Linked DNA regions of Macaca mulatta: region 2 is linked to region 1. Evidence: chromatin contacts called from public Hi-C data. All regions are on one chromosome and are shown on one strand. Each heading gives the region's core, a stretch centred on a gene start, on an enhancer-like site or on the middle of the called end of the contact. The rest is flanking DNA. Distances are from core to core; before and after follow the strand shown.

Region 1 (4,610 bases), core at 1,305-3,804:
GCGGGAGGAAGGTGCGGGGGCAGGGATATGCCACACACTTTTAAACAGACAGATCTTGTAAGAACTCTATTGTCAGCACAGCACAAGGGAAATGATACAAACCATTAGAAACCACCCCAACGGCTGGCTGTGGTGGCTCACACCCGTAAATCCCAGCACTTTGGGAGGCCAAGGCAGGCGGATCACTTGAGGTCAGGAGTTCAAGATCAGCCTGGCCAACATGATGAAACCCCGTTTCTGCTAAAAATACAAAAATTAGCTGGGCATGTTGGTGTGCACCTGTAATCCCGGCTACTCAGGAGGCTGAGGCAGGAGAATTGCTGGAACCCAGGAGGCAGAGGTTGCAGTGAGACCAGATTGTACCACTGCACTCCAGCCTGGGTGAAAGAGCAAAACTCTGTCTCAAAAAAAGAAAAGAAAAAGAAAAAGAAACCAGCCCCATGATCCAATCACCTTCTACCAGGCCCCACCTGCAGCATTGGGGATTACATTTCAACATGAAATCTGGGCGGGGGCACAGGTCCAAACCATATCACGTATGGTATGATTCCATTTATTCAACATTCTGAAATGACAAAATTATGGCGATGGAGAACAGGTTAGTGGCCGCCAGCAGGTAGGGAGGGGAAAGGAGGGAAGGGGACTTGAGGCTGTAAAGGGGTAGCATGAGGGATCCTCCTGGTGATGGAGCAAAATCAAGATGTATCTTGATTTGGGTGATGGTTGTAAGAATGCACACATGTGATAAACCTGCACAGAACTATACTCACACACACACACACACACACACAGACACACACACACACATATAAAACGGGAAATCTAGGTAGGTTCTGTGACCCAGTCTCAGTATCATGGTGGTGATACTGCACTGCAGCTGTGTAAGATGTCACATTGGGAGAAACGGAAGGAAGGGGACAAGGACCTTCCTGTCCACTTTCTGTTTGCATCATCCTTGAATCTATAATTATGTCAAATTTCTTAACGGAATTACTCTGCAAGTTTTTTCCTTTATTGGAGGTTATTTAACCCTACTTGCAGCTGCAACATCTCAGCTGTTGCCCAGAGAAAGCGAAGTTCATTGGTCCTTGGTCGACCCCAAATTGGAGTTATTGTAGCTGGTAGTTAGATAAAGCCAGCAATTAACCTGTAACCATCCTGTCTGCGGCTAAATGATAGTCTCCCACACAGAGATTTCTCTTTTGGGCATTTTTTGGTTTGTTTCTTGGGATTTTTTTTTTTTCTGAAGCATGGCCCTTTTGTTAAATAGCTCCATAAACACATTTTCCACTTTCATATATTTGCTAAATTACGATCTAAAATATTTTTATGACACGTACATATAAATAAACAACAACCCCTCCCATCCTATGCCCCACTTCTTTTTGAAGAATTATCCCGTTTGGTTACCCTATTTCTATAACATGCCACCCATGAACCTGATTCAAAGGCCAAAATCCCACAAAATAAAGGTAGCATTTGGCTGATAATCCACTCCAAGCAACCAAAGCCTTCTCTTGGGTCAGTAGAAGTTTTGGTCGTTTTTACCAAAAATCCTCTCATTCCCTGATAGACTCTGTCTTTTTTTTTTTTTTTTTTTTTTTTTTTTTTTTTTTTTGAGACGGAGTCTCGCTCTGCCGCCCAGGCTGGAATGCAGTGGCCGGATCTCAGCTCACTGCAAGCTCCGCCTCCCGGGTTTACGCCATTCTCCTGCCTCAGCCTCCCGAGTAGCTGGGACTACAGGCGCCACCACCTCGCCCGGCTAGTTTTTTGTATTTTTTTAGTAGAGACGGGGTTTCACCGTGTTAGCCAGGATGGTCTCCATCTCCTGACCTCGTGATCCGCCCGTCTCGGCCTCCCAAAGTGCTGGGATTACAGGCGTGAGCCACCGTGCCCGGCCTAGACTCTGTCTCTATGCAGGCTATCTGTCAAACACAAGGTGCCACGAATTGGGGGACATCTTTATTTCAAGCATGAAATATCAAGCACGTTTCAATGAATGAGATAACTCCAGCCTGAAGAAAGCCTGTCTCGGAATCACTGGGCTGCAGGGGGAGCATCACTCTCCAGATGGAGAAAGCATAACCCCTGCGTGTATTTGAAGAGCCATATACCCCTTAAGCCATTTAAAAAAAAAAAAAAAAAGATTCATTCTTGGTGATGTCATTGTCTCTATGAAAAATACAAAAATTAGCTGGGCGTGGTGGCACGTGCCTATAATCCCAGCTACTCGAGAGGCTGAGGCAGGAGAATCCCGGGAGACGGAAGTTGCAGTGAGCCAAGATCTTGCCACCGCACTCCAGCCTGGCTGACAGAGTGAGACTCCATCTCAAAAAAAAAAAAAAAAAAAAAAAAACCACAAGATCCGAACCAAGGTTTCCCTTTTGCACAATAAGAACGCGTGTGGGGAACAATTGTGTGGTTCTTTGCACTGGCCAGATGAGCTCATGAGAAAATTCCCAGCAAGAGCAGCGCCTGGGTGACGGTGGTGAGTCACCGGCAGAGGCCCGACTCCATCACGAGGCTGGTGACAGCGTTCCCGGCATGGAGAGTCAGCTACTTCCTGCCTGAGTCAGGCCAAGCCCTGAGGGCGGCTCCGCTGAGGGAACTGGCACCTTCTCCACACACCTCCTTCGCTGAATCACAGACAAGCTATGCAGAGAAATTTACCCGAGCTGCCGCAAGGCTCTGGACAGAGGACCAAGAAGGGAGCAGCTTCCAGAGGCCACATAGGTTTGTCACCATGGCAACAGAGAGGAGCGGCCGGGACCACCTGTCCCTGGCACAAGGCCCCCAAGTGCTGAAGGGTCACTGAGCCTTAAGCTAAGAGCAAGAGGCCTCAGCCTCATGGGACAATCCACCCACAGTCGCCTAACCACAGACCCCAGAAGTCCCCTAGTGGACACCACCCAGGCCAGGAACAGATCAAATTCAGGAATATGTAAACTTGGGTGGGAAAAAAAAATCTTTTCCTCCACTAACCAGGAACTGGTATTTAGCATTTTCATTATGAAGATAGTGACCACATGAGCAGCCTCTGTGTCGGTCACCAATAAAAATCATATGTTCGTGTCACGTGATGGTTGTTGCAGTTTTGTTTTTTTTTTTTTTTTTTTTTGAGACAGAGTCTGGCTCTGTCACCCAACCTGGAATGCAGTGGTATCAACACAGCTCACTTGCAACCTTGACCTCCGGGGCTCAAGGGATCCTCCCACCTCAGCCTCCAAATAGCTGGGACTATAGGCATACGCCACCACACCCAGCTAATTATTTTTAGATGGGGTCTTACTATGTTGCCCTGGCGAGTCTCAAACTCCTGGGCTTAAGCAATCCTGATACACTGGCCTCCCAAAGTGCTGGGGTTACAGGCATGAGCCACCACACCCAGCCTGTTGCAGATGTCTTGAAAAAGTATTTACCCTTCATCTCTATTGTGAAATTACAGTTGTTTTCAGACTTGCCACTATCAAATACACTATTAAAGTGGCACATATATGTCTACATCGTAAATGTTTATGTTTGGCATTTTGATATCAGTATTTCAACAGTTCTTTCCTTCGTAATCCAAAGTGTGTTTCTTTTTAATGTAAACATTATTCTAAGAAGGGGCTCAGGATCAACCCTGAAGGTTCAGAGGGGCTACAGCACATACAAAAAAAGCTTCAGGACACTGTATTAGTGTGCTGAGGATGTCGCAACAAAGTACTTCAGACGGGGGGACTTACACAACAGTTTTTTAATTTTTATTTTTAGAGATAGGATCTCGCTCTGTCACCTAGGCTGGAGTACAGTGGTGTAGTCATAGCCCACTGTAGCCTCGACCTCCTGGGCTCAAGCAGTCTTCTCCTTCAGCCTTTCAAGTAACTGGGACAACAGGTAAGTGCCACCTCCAGGCTCAGCTATTTTACTTTTTGTAGAGACAGGTCTCCCTATGCTGCCCGGGCTGGTCTCAGTCTCCTGGGCTCAAGTGATCCTCCTGCCTCGGCTTCCCGAAGTGCTGAGATGATGAGAATGAGCTGTTGCACCGGCCCACAGCAGAAATTTATTTTCTCCTGATTCTGGAAGCTGGGAGTCCAAGATCAAGATGTCGGCAGGGCTGGGTCCTTCCGAGGCTGTGGAAGGAGTTATCCAGGCGTCTGTCCTTGACCTGTAGTCAGCTGTCTTCACTCTCTCTTCTCATCACCTTCTCTCTGCACGTGCCTGTCTCCAAATTTCCCTTTTTATAAGGACATCAGCCATACTGGATTAAGGCCCATCCTAATGACCTCATTTTAACTTGATCGCCTCTGGAAAGACTTTTCTCCAAATAAGGTCACACCCTGAGGTGCTGGCGAGTAGGACTCTGATATTTTTGGCAGGGATGCAATTCAGGCCTTAATGTACTGCAGTCCAATCTCCATGCTTTCCTTAGAGGACCCTCAAGCCCAGAGTGACTGACGGAACTGTCAACAGAACACAGATTTCCCGGTACCTCACTCAAAGTGTGAAGAGCTTTATACACTGCAAAGGGTCAGGCAATTGTAGGCTGCATGGCGGTAGGGATCTCTTAAAGAGCAGGTGTTCTCGGGAAGGCAAAGCTTTTCACCCACGTGGCAAGCTCTTTGGGCCCC
Region 2 (4,610 bases), core at 1,008-3,507, 110 kb before region 1:
ATTTTTGTCCTTATCTAACCTTGGCAAGGAAAGGGTAGAAGTCTGTATTTTCTTTTTATCCTTGCTACTAAAATGGTGACCATAATCCTGAAAATTGTCTCTCAGTTATTAGAATCTGTGGGCACTTTTTCTCCATTTCCTCTCCCCCTTTTTTTGGCCTTCGTATCCTGCTATCTCCTATCTTTTCCTCATATGCACCCTAAGGTCTTATCTGTCACCATAGAGATTGTAAAATCATAAAGACCTGTGGGTCTAGCATCTGTTCTTAGGAGGAAATAAATGAGTGTGTGTGTGTGACTTTGGGAATAAAGTATTGCTGAGACTAACGATTACTCATTCATTTTTTTTTCGTTTATCCCTGAAACAAACAATTATTGAGCACCAACCATGTCTTAGGCACTGGGAATACAAAAATCAATTAGCATCATGCAGACCCTTTAGCTGTCTCCATTTCAGTAGGAGACATAAACACTGGATTGCAATACGTTGTGCTCAGACACGATAATAAGAGGTGCATAGATCAAAATGGTCTGACACAGCATATGAAACATCCATAAAACACCTTTCCACAGTTTCCTCAGGCCATGAGCACGGGCAGAAGCTTTGTTTCTGCGGTTACCAAAGGTCTCATCTGAGACCCACCAAAGTCAGCAGAAACCTGAGAGTGAGCCGGGAAGTCATGGTTCAGGGACACTGGTTCAGGGATAGCAGAGGGGAATGAAGACATGAATGCTGAGCTGGGCGCTGCAGGTGTTGGATGGTCAAACCAAGCTGCGTGGATCCTGATATAAAAAGAACATCAGAAGCACTTCTCTCCGTTCCAAGTAGAAGGGACCCTACTCCATAGCCTTGCCTTGCTCTGACTAAGACACTGGCAGCCAACTCCTTAGTGTTTATCACACTATGGTGTCCTTGAGAAGTGTGACTCCTGCCCCACCCCACCTCTGACTGTTCACCATCTGCACATTGCTGGAAACCAGGTGTTTTAGCACAGAGCTTCAGGCATGAGAGCCGGCACGAGAGCAACCAGCAGGGCTGGCCAGTGCCCAGTGCTATGCCTGGCTTCCTTGCCCTGCATGTTGATTGGCAGAGGAGATAAAACACAAAAAGAGCACCAGTGAAGGGATAGGATAGTAGAGCAAGGGAGAGAGGAAGGGAGGACAGGAAGCAGGGAGGAAAAGCAGCGGCCAGGTGGTCAGGAGATAGTGTGCAGACACTGAATTAAAAAGTGGTCCTAATTCCCTTCATGGAACTCTTTTTTTGTTTTGGTCCAGTTTTGAGACAGAGTCTCATTCTGCTGCCCACGCTGGAGTGCAGTGATACAATCTCAGCTCACTGCTACCTTTGCCTCCTGGGTTCAGGTGATTCTCCTGTCTCAGCCTCCCAAGTAGCTGGGACTACAGGTGCCCACCACCACACTTGGCTAATTTTTGTACTTTTAGTAGAGACGGGGTTTTGCCATGTTGGCCAGGCTGGTCTTGAACTCCTGACCTCAAGTGATCCACCAACTTCAGCCTCCCAAAGTGCTGGCATTTACGGGCATGAGCCACGGTGCCCAGCCCTTAATGGAACTCTTAAAGGCAACACAGTGCTTCACTTTATACAAGAAAGCTTGGAACAGAAGAAGTAGTTACTGCCACTCTTCTTTGAAATTGTTGAGTCCCCTTTGCTTCTTTGGGTACATGGAGAAGTTACCAAGGCAACCCGAGCAGGGGGATGCGGAGCCAGGCTTTTCTCTCTCTGTCCTTCAGGTTTGGTACAATGCTGCACACATGGTAGGTGTGAGGGAGGAAAGGGCAGAAGAAACAGACGAAGCTCAGCTATTTTTTTTTTTTTTTTGGCATTGAAATTGCACTCTTTTGGGGTTTCTTTAAATTATACTTTAAGTTCTGGGATACATGTCCAGAACATGCAGGTTTGTTACAGAGGTATACACATGCCATGGTGGTTTGCTGCACTCATCAACATTAGGTATTTCTCCTAATGTTTTCCCTCCTCTAGTCCCCAGTCTCCCGACAGGCCCCGGTGTGTGTTGTTCCCCTCCCTGTGTCCAGGCGTTCTCATTGTTCAACTCCCACTTATGAGTGAGAACATGCGGTGTTTTGTTTTCTGTTCTTGTGTTAGTTTGCTGAGAATGAAGGTTTGCGGCTTCTTTGCAGCATCTGTGTTCTTCCAATAGTTCCCAGCCACCCTAATTTGGACGTGAGTCACTAGAGGGTGGCAGAGGAACATGACAAAGCTGCAGTTTCCGTCCCTGCTGGGCAGGGCTGCCTCAGACCTGAGCTGAGGACTCAGGAACTTCATTGACCAGGCAGGATTAGAGATCGGAAGAATTCCAGGCTTCAGCCTTCCCTTTAATTCAAGATGTGTATCCTGCCTTTAATCAGAGGGTAACCTATGTATTTGTAGGAAATAATAAGAAAAAAGCTGCTTATTGCAGAGCCATGTAGAATTATCGGGTGGAAGTCAGAGAAAGAGACGGCGGGTCGACAGCTCCCAGCAGACAGTGTGACTCAGCAGGAAGGCCGGTGGGAATCCGAGCTTTGGGACCAGAGTGCCCTGGCTCGGCAATCCTCACCAAGTGGCTGATGCTCAGCATCCCAGTTGTTGTAAACAGTACTACACAAAGCATGAAAATGGATCAATATTTAAAAAAAAAAAAAAAAAAAACTCTCCTAAAATGGCAGGGAACCATACAGCTGTCAATCCAACTATCACTATTAACCATGTGTTCAAGTCATGAGGTTGTCTACTTAACTAGGTTCTTAAAGTTTGTTGACCTTAAATAAGGTGATACAGAAAATATGATGAAGTACAGGGTTTATCTGAGTACAGAGCTTGAGAATGGTCACCCGGAAAACACAGACCCCAAGAGGACAAGGTCCATGCTCTCAAGTGGGGAAGCCAAGGCTGTGCCTACATAGGAAGAGGTGGTTTTAGCAAGGTTGCAACGTTTTCCATGCAAGGCTAGCAGACATGTTACAGCGATTTGACGAGGGCGGCTTGCTCCATTCCATGGAAGACAACTTCAACATTCTGTGAGGACAAGAGTAATGCTCTGAGGGCTCACCACTCAGAGTGTCTTATTTCTGGTGCTACTCAGTCGTTCCTAATCATTTACGGGAAAAAGCAGAAGTTGCAACAGCATGCTCTGTGACTCAGCCCATCTAGCTGCATTTCTCTCAAGGTTCAGAATATTTTGAAGTTCCAACAGTTTTAAATTTGAATTATTTAATTTTGCAAGTTCTCTAGAAGACAGTAAGCTCTAAAAGGGAATGAACTACGGTCATTGCTCTTATATTCAATATCTTTTTTTTTTCTTTCTTCTGCTTTTTTGTAGAAGTGGGGTCTTTCTACGTTGCCCAGGCTGGATTTGAACTCCTGGGCTCAAGCATCGTCCCACCTCAGCCTGCCGAGCAGCCAGGACTGTAGGTGCATGCCACCTGGCAGATTTTTTTTTCTTTTTTTCAGTTTCTAAAATGAATGAGTAAAGATACTTACATGTAGCAAAACCATATAATTTACTAGCTAAAATGAGCCTTTTTTTTTTTTTAACTGAAAGGAAGCACTGTTAGCAATTACTCCAGGAAACAGGTTAAAAGCAGAGCTGTCCTGGGCCTGCCGAGACACGGAACGTGAGATTGCTCGATGGATCCAGCTTTCGCTGTGTGCTGAAATATGGTTCAGGGCACGCTGCTCGGGGCTGGGACTGCCCTGAGCATATGACAGTATTAAGTCATTTCACCCGCATAACAACACAGCGAGGCTGGTTCTGTGACTACTCATATTCTACAAATGTGTATCGACCACCTGCTGTCTTCCAAGTCTTCCAGAATCTTGGAATGCATCAAAACACAACAAGCAAGATGTCTGTCCTTTCAGAGGAGGAGATGAGGAAGACAGACAGTAAATCACAAACATAGCAAACAAGTAAATTACACAGTTTGCTAAAAGGTACTGGGGCTACAGATGAAAGAAGGGCAAAGCCAGGGGATTCAGTGTTGAATGAGGAAACTCAGGTAGAGAACACCACGTCAGCGGCCGACATCTCCAGCTGGCTAGTAACAGAGCCCCACTCTAACTCGGGCAATCTGGCCACGTTCCTGCTTTTCACCTGGATTCTTCTCTTTCAGCTCTGATGTGCATCAAACCGTGCAGCATATTCAAATTCATGTTCTCCGTCAGTGGCACAGAAGAACACATGAAACCTGGCAATACTTCCTTGAACTAAACTCAGTGTCCCCCCCCTCCCACCCCCGATTGACGCCAGACATTTGCCACCCTGGGGACTTGATCTGGGTGACCCTGGGTTCACAGGAGACGCTGGGCCCCTGGAACTGATTGTCAACCCAGTAGGCATGGAGGCCACGTCTCTGTTCTGCCTGGAGAACTTTTGGATCATGAGTTTGTGGAATCGGCCAGCCAAGCCCACCAGACAGGACTAAACAAATAACTCTAGGGGGAGAGGCCAGGCTTCCTGAAAGTCTAAATTGCTTGAACTAATGCTGGCATTTCAGCATTTTGAGCCATTCAAACCACATGATGTCAAACTTCCTCTCCCCTACCCCCATCTCCTCACCCTGTTCTCTTCTGCTTCTTGACCTTCCTCA

Evidence for each region. Hi-C and Micro-C count contacts between places; a contact is called where the count stands out from the background.
Region 2: a Hi-C map of CD4 T cells shows a contact between it and region 1, with 4 times the contacts expected there. The contact joins two enhancer-like sites. A contact is called at or near these places in 2 of 14 Hi-C or Micro-C datasets (CD4 T cells and blood).

Annotation. Positions count from the first base shown.
Region 1 is chr9:7,850,500-7,855,109 of T2T-MMU8v2.0, reverse strand. No RefSeq gene overlaps it. Among named protein-coding and RNA genes, the nearest start is that of PFKFB3, 130 kb to the right of the region's middle. Within about 2 kb of position 2,554, at least 34 of the 40 cell types and tissues checked have an H3K27ac peak or open chromatin away from gene starts, as enhancers often do. A contact at or near this core is called in CD4 T cells, where this site is marked.
Region 2 is chr9:7,962,573-7,967,182 of T2T-MMU8v2.0, reverse strand. No RefSeq gene overlaps it. Among named protein-coding and RNA genes, the nearest start is that of PRKCQ, 170 kb to the left of the region's middle. Within about 2 kb of position 2,257, at least 15 of the 40 cell types and tissues checked have an H3K27ac peak or open chromatin away from gene starts, as enhancers often do. A contact at or near this core is called in CD4 T cells, where this site is marked.